2 separate regions of the Pan troglodytes genome follow, and region 2 is linked to region 1. Evidence: chromatin contacts called from public HiChIP or PLAC-seq data. All regions are on one chromosome and are shown on one strand. The core of a region is the stretch at or near the end of the contact, and the rest is flanking DNA. Distances in the headings are between cores, read along the strand shown. Region 1 holds the start of RHOB (ras homolog family member B). Region 2 holds the start of GDF7 (growth differentiation factor 7).

Evidence for each region. HiChIP or PLAC-seq counts read pairs in DNA pulled down with a chosen protein or histone mark.
Region 2: an H3K4me3 HiChIP or PLAC-seq map of stem cell-derived excitatory neurons shows a contact between it and region 1, with 3 times the contacts expected there. The contact joins the promoter of GDF7 here to the promoter of RHOB in region 1. A contact is called at or near these places in 1 of 7 Hi-C or Micro-C datasets (induced pluripotent stem cells) and 1 of 1 datasets of contacts at active chromatin or transcription factors (stem cell-derived excitatory neurons).

What each region holds. Positions count from the first base shown.
Region 1 is chr12:102,429,041-102,431,859 of NHGRI_mPanTro3-v2.0_pri, forward strand. RHOB (ras homolog family member B) reads right to left here and starts at 1,364. Exons shown (of 1, transcript XM_001141071.8): 1 at 1-1,364. The coding sequence starts at 948. The coding sequence ends at 358.
Region 2 is chr12:102,209,968-102,212,667 of NHGRI_mPanTro3-v2.0_pri, forward strand. It overlaps GDF7 (growth differentiation factor 7), which reads right to left and starts at 1,308. Exons shown (of 2, transcript XM_003308907.6): 1 at 814-1,308. The coding sequence starts at 1,195.

The sequences.
Region 1 (2,819 bases), core at 114-2,613:
CAGAGGCGGGGGTGGGGTGAAAATGGGGCGAGGGGAGTCGAACACACACACAGCCACACACTCTGAGGCCCGGCTCTTCAGAAAAGCATGCTCAGGGGACCCTTGGCACTCAGTGGGGAGCCCAGGCCTGTGCAACACAGCTGGACGCACACAGACACTGGGAAGGGGGCGCCCGGTGCCCGCGCCAAGTCCTGGCGCAAGCCAGAGGCGTCAGCAGACAGATGCCAGGCAGGCCGGTGGGGTCCTTGTGGGACACGGGTCTCCCCTTCTCCGGGCTCGCGGGGGACTGGTCCAGGAAGGGGAGCCGCGCCGGCAGGGGAGCCGCGCCGGCAGGGGCAGGCGCGACGGGCGCGGCCCTCATAGCACCTTGCAGCAGTTGATGCAGCCGTTCTGGGAGCCGTAGCGCTTCTGCAGCGCGGCGCGCGTGGCCGTCTCGAAGACCTCGCGCACGCCTTCCTTGGTCTTGGCCGAGCACTCGAGGTAGTCGTAGGCTTGGATGCGCACGGCCATGGCGCGGCCGTCATCCGTGCGCACGGGTTCCTGCTTCATGCGGGCCAGCTCTGTGCGGACATGCTCGTCGCTGCGCAGGTCTTTTTTGTTGGCCACCAGGATGATGGGCACGTTGGGACAGAAGTGCTTCACCTCGGGGACCCACTTCTCGGGGATGTTCTCCAGCGAGTCCGGGCTGTCCACCGAGAAGCACATGAGAATGACGTCGGTGTCCGGGTAGGAGAGCGGCCGCAGGCGGTCGTAGTCCTCCTGGCCCGCCGTGTCCCACAGCGCCAGCTCCACCTGCTTGCCGTCCACCTCGATGTCGGCCACATAGTTCTCGAAGACGGTGGGCACGTACACCTCGGGGAACTCGTCCTTACTGAACACGATCAGCAGGCACGTCTTGCCACACGCGCCGTCGCCCACCACCACCAGCTTCTTGCGGATGGCCGCCATGAGCGGGCCGGGCCCGGGCAGCAGGAGGGGGCCCGCGAACGCCTCGCTGCCCTCCCGCTCGCCGCTCACTGCTCACCTCGGGCTGCGCGCAGGGGGCGAGAGGGTCGCTAGCTGCACCCGGGCCCCGCGGTGGCGCGTTCTCTCGCTGAGCTTCGGCTGCCGCGGCGGGGGCGGTGGGGGCGCGGGGGCATAGGGCGCACCGTGCGTCTCGCCGCGCTGCTCCCGGGCGGTGGTCGCTCTGCTCACCCCAGGCCGAGGATCGGCGGCTTTGTGCGTAACGCGGGCTCGGGCAGCAGATTCGGGCGGTGGACTCGGCCTAGCTCCCTCCCGGGTCTCTCCGGGCCTCGCTGAGCATACAAGAGAACAACTCCAACCAGACTGCGGTGGCAGATGAGGGCTGCGGCCCTAGCGCCCGCTATTTAAAGAGTCCGGCCACTTTCTTAATATAGCCGTCCAATGGGAAACCAGCCGGCTGAGCTCATCGCTGCGGAGCTTGGCTCTGATTGGCCGCCCGCTGCAGCCCGAGGGCGGGGCAGGGCCAGCTTGATTGACGGCCCAGGCCGCCGGGCTGGGAGAGGCAGCGACCGGGGAGTCTGCGCTGCTGCTGGCGCTGCGGGGCTCTGGCGGTACCCGGGTCCCCTCCTTCGCCGCAGCGTCTGCGCGCGGGGTCCCGGAGCTGGCTGTCTGGAGCCTACAGGGTCTGGGCGAGCGGTTCCGAGACAGGCTCCACTCAGTGGGGCGTTGGCGACTCCCATTCAAAATTGCCCCTCTTCCTGGCAAACTCCCGGCGGGTGGTCGGGCCTGTGGGGGAGGGGCAGCTCTTTTAACGTGGTTTTGTTTTTAAATAAACAGACACACACACACACACACACACCCCACACACACACTTTTGTTCCCAAACAAGAGTGTTTTCTCTTTTCTTTTGGAGGCGGCCCCTCCTGTGGTTTAGGGCCCCACCCGGGTACTCGCCCTGGGCCAGCCTCGGGTTTGGACCCGAGAGGCGACCGGCTGGCTGCAAACTGGCTCTTCCAAGTCCCGCCGCCCCTACCCTTCCCAACCCCCAGCTTAGGTCTTTAGGTGAAGATTAAGGGAAGAGGTGCGGAGTGGCCCAAGCTTGACAACGGAAAGGGAAGGTCGAGGCTCGAACACTTGGAGGAAGTTACCGGACAGGAAGAAGCCCCTTCGGCCCCTCTTTTCACTATGAAGTCTGATCCCGGTTCTTAAAACAGAGAACTGTCTGAGATAAATTGTACAATAGAATGTACACTATTGTACAATAGAATGTACAATATTCTGGGTTCAATAGAATCCAACCACCCCAAGACCCCTGAGCAGATGAAAAGGCTTGAGGCTGGAGAAGAGGGGAGGGGTAAGGGGCTAGCAAATGGGGCACAGCGGGTTAGGGGGTGTCCCCTCTATTGGGGCGTTGCCTCCTGATGCACACCAGGACTGAACTCATTTATCCTGTAGATCCTGCATGAAATGACACTACCGGTGATCCGAAAAGACCCAAGTCAACCGATTTCTACGGATAAAAGAGGAAGAAGGGGATAGGGGGAAAGGGGAGTCGGGGAGGGCTCCCGGGCAGGAGAAACAGCCTGAACACAAGCAGGAAGGTGGGAAAGAGCGGGGCAAACTCTAGGAGCTGCATATGCTGGGGCTCATGAGTGCTGAAGTATTAACTGCATGGGCTGGGCTCTGTCTCTCCATTGCACGGGAAATGTATGCAAACTGTTTTTTCAGCAAAGGAGGGACCCACCACATGACCGGGAGGTGGTTGCCTCCTGTCTCCGTCTCTGTCTCGGTCTGTCAGTTGTTGGAGGGCCAGGATTCTGTCTTATCTCCGCATCTTGAAGACCCAGCACAATGCC
Region 2 (2,700 bases), core at 58-2,557, 220 kb before region 1:
TGACATACAGCAGCCACACCACAGCCTCACCTACATCTTACCTTTGGAAGGCCCCGGGCAGAACAAGGTGGGGTGCTTGGTCTAAGAGAGGCCTGCATTCCTGCAGGGTCCCCAGCAGGCCTCTCCTCCCCACACCACCAGGATCCTTGACCTCTGGCTCTCCCAGGGGCCCAGCACCAGACACAGGCACCCATAGCTGCACATGTCACACACACACAAACCACCACCACCCAGACCAACCTGCTGAGCAGGGCACTCCTCATACCTGGTTATGCCACCAGCCTCTCCAGGGCCATTTACTTTAGTCTGATACCTGCCTCTGCCCTAGTTTTCCCTGGGCTTCCCCCAATTTGTGTGGCCCGCAGGAGACTGGGAGCTGCAGAAATTGCTGCAAGGAAGGAGCCATCACCCTCACCACCGTGCAGTCCCTCTCGCCGTGACTCCCGGGAACACAGCTCTCGCCCTCCTTTCTTCTCTGAGGGCTCCGAGGCCACTCCAGACCATTCCCCAAGAAGTGAATCTTGGCCTCCGCCTGCCTCCTCGAGGGGACCAGCCGGCCTGCAAGGCCAGGGAGACCTGGGAGAGGGACCAGTCAGCCCTCTGGGACTGGGCCCCGGGAGCTGCCGCGACTCTCGCCACAGTCCAGGTGCAGCGGGCTGGAGAGTGTTGGCCTCGGCGAAGTTTCCTTCTATCACCTGAGGGTGGGCCGCATGGGGCCGCGGCTCCAAATGTAACGGAGCTGCGGCACGGCTCCGGGGCTGGTCTCAGCCCAGGACCTGACGGGATGGGCGGGCACAGAAGAGGCGTAAGTACCTTGGGTCGCCTGGTCTGTGAAGCCGGTGATCGTGTCCGCGCGACCATGGCCCGAGGCGGAGACAGCGGCTGCCCCGGCCGGAGCCCTCCCGGCCAGGCTCCGGTAAAGCGACATCATGAAGTGGTGCGGCACCACCGAGCCGTTCCTGAAGCCGGAGCCCGCGGCGCGGCGCGCGGCGCGGGCCCGGGGAACCGCGGCGGCCGGGACAGCCGCGGCGCCCGCAGCCTGGGCAAGAGTCCGCCCGCCGCCGCCGCCGCCCCCTGGGCTCCGGACCGGCCCAGCCCCCGCCGCTCGCAGCACGGCGGCCGCTTCCAGCCCGTCGCGGGGGCGGCAGGCGCTCAGCAGCCAAAGGCACAGCGCGGCGGCGGCGCTCAGGTCCATGGGCTCCGTGGGCCGGGCGGGCGGGCGGCGCGGGCTCCGTGGCTCCGGGAAGTCCCCCGGCGCCTTTTGAACATAGTGTTTAATAATGGGGGAAGTGTGCGCGGCCAGCTGCGGCCCCCCCTCCTGGCCCACCCCACCCCCGCCCAACGCCCGGAGCAGCGCCCCCTGCTGAAAGCTCCGGCGGCCGCTATGCGCCCCCTACCCCGGCCTAGAGTGGAGACCAGGGCCGGAGCCTCCTCCTCCCACCGCAGCGCTACGCCCCCACCCTCGCCAAGCGAGTGCCACTGGCCCCAGCCTCCCGACACGCCCGGGTGCCCCGCCTCCCCTCCCCGCGGCAGTGCGACACCCCCTCCATCGGCCCAAGACCAACGCGCCCTCCGTGGTTCCAGGCTCGGGGCACCGCGCGCACCCGCCCAGCTTCCTCCCCACTCCCCCGCAGAGAAACACCCGCCCCCTCCCTGCCCTGGTTCCCAATGCCGGGAACGGGGCGGCAGAGTTGGGGCCGCGGAAGGGCTCGCCCTCCAGACCGCTTCGCGCCGCGGCCGGGTGGCCGCTCAGAGAGAGGCCACAGGATGCTCCCGGCGGCCTCAAAGTCGCGTTCCGGATCGCGGGTCGGCGGTTCCCCACTCAGCCACAGACCCCAAAGGATTGCAGCGGGCGGCCAGAGCAGGGGAGGGGGCCGGTAGGGGAGGAAGGGAGGGCGAGGAGCTGAAAGGGCAGGCCTGTAAGAGACCTTTGGACGCGGACCGCCCGTCGTAAAAGCAAGGTTTGGGCGCGGAAGTTGCGCTTCAGCGGGAGCCAAGCTCTAGAAAGAGCTCGGAATGAGGACGGCAGCCCCGGGTGATGGGGGATCTCGCGCGGGAGTGCGCTAAGAGTTTGGCTGTGCGTCCAACTGGCGACCTTCCACCCGCCTTCTGGGCGAGGGCAGCGGCTAACGAAAACCAGCTACCGGCTGTGTGCGTGAGCGGCCAGGAGCCGGGAGAGCGGACGGCGCAGAGCCCCGGGATGGCGCCTCCGAGCTTCTTACCCCGCCGCGGTGATGGCGCGGGTCCCGAGGTGGATAGAGGGGACGCCCGGCAGCGGCGAAGCCCTGGGGCGCACTCGCGCGGGCCGCAGAGCAGTTTGCTCCGCGGCTGGGACAGGTTGCGGAGGCCAAGTCTCAGGGGAACGCGCAGGAGAGGGGGGTTATCGGCTCTGCTCTGCCGGCAGCCTGGACATCCCCCTAGATCGGAAACTTTCAGCAGATCGAAGGCCTGGGCCAAACGAACTGCCGAAGAAGGGCAGGCGGGTCCTTTGCCTTTAAAATTGCATTTTCTGCAGAACTCAAAATCTAGACTGGGTCGGCACGTCGTGATCACCTTGAGCGGGTGATCAGCTTCAAAGCGAGGTCGCCCGCCGAATCCAAAGCCGCGTAGGTCCCGACGCCTGCCTGGCTGCGCTGCGCTGGGACCCACAGAGAGGCCCGGCCCAGCCTCCCCAGTTCCCCTGCTCCACTACTTCGTCGC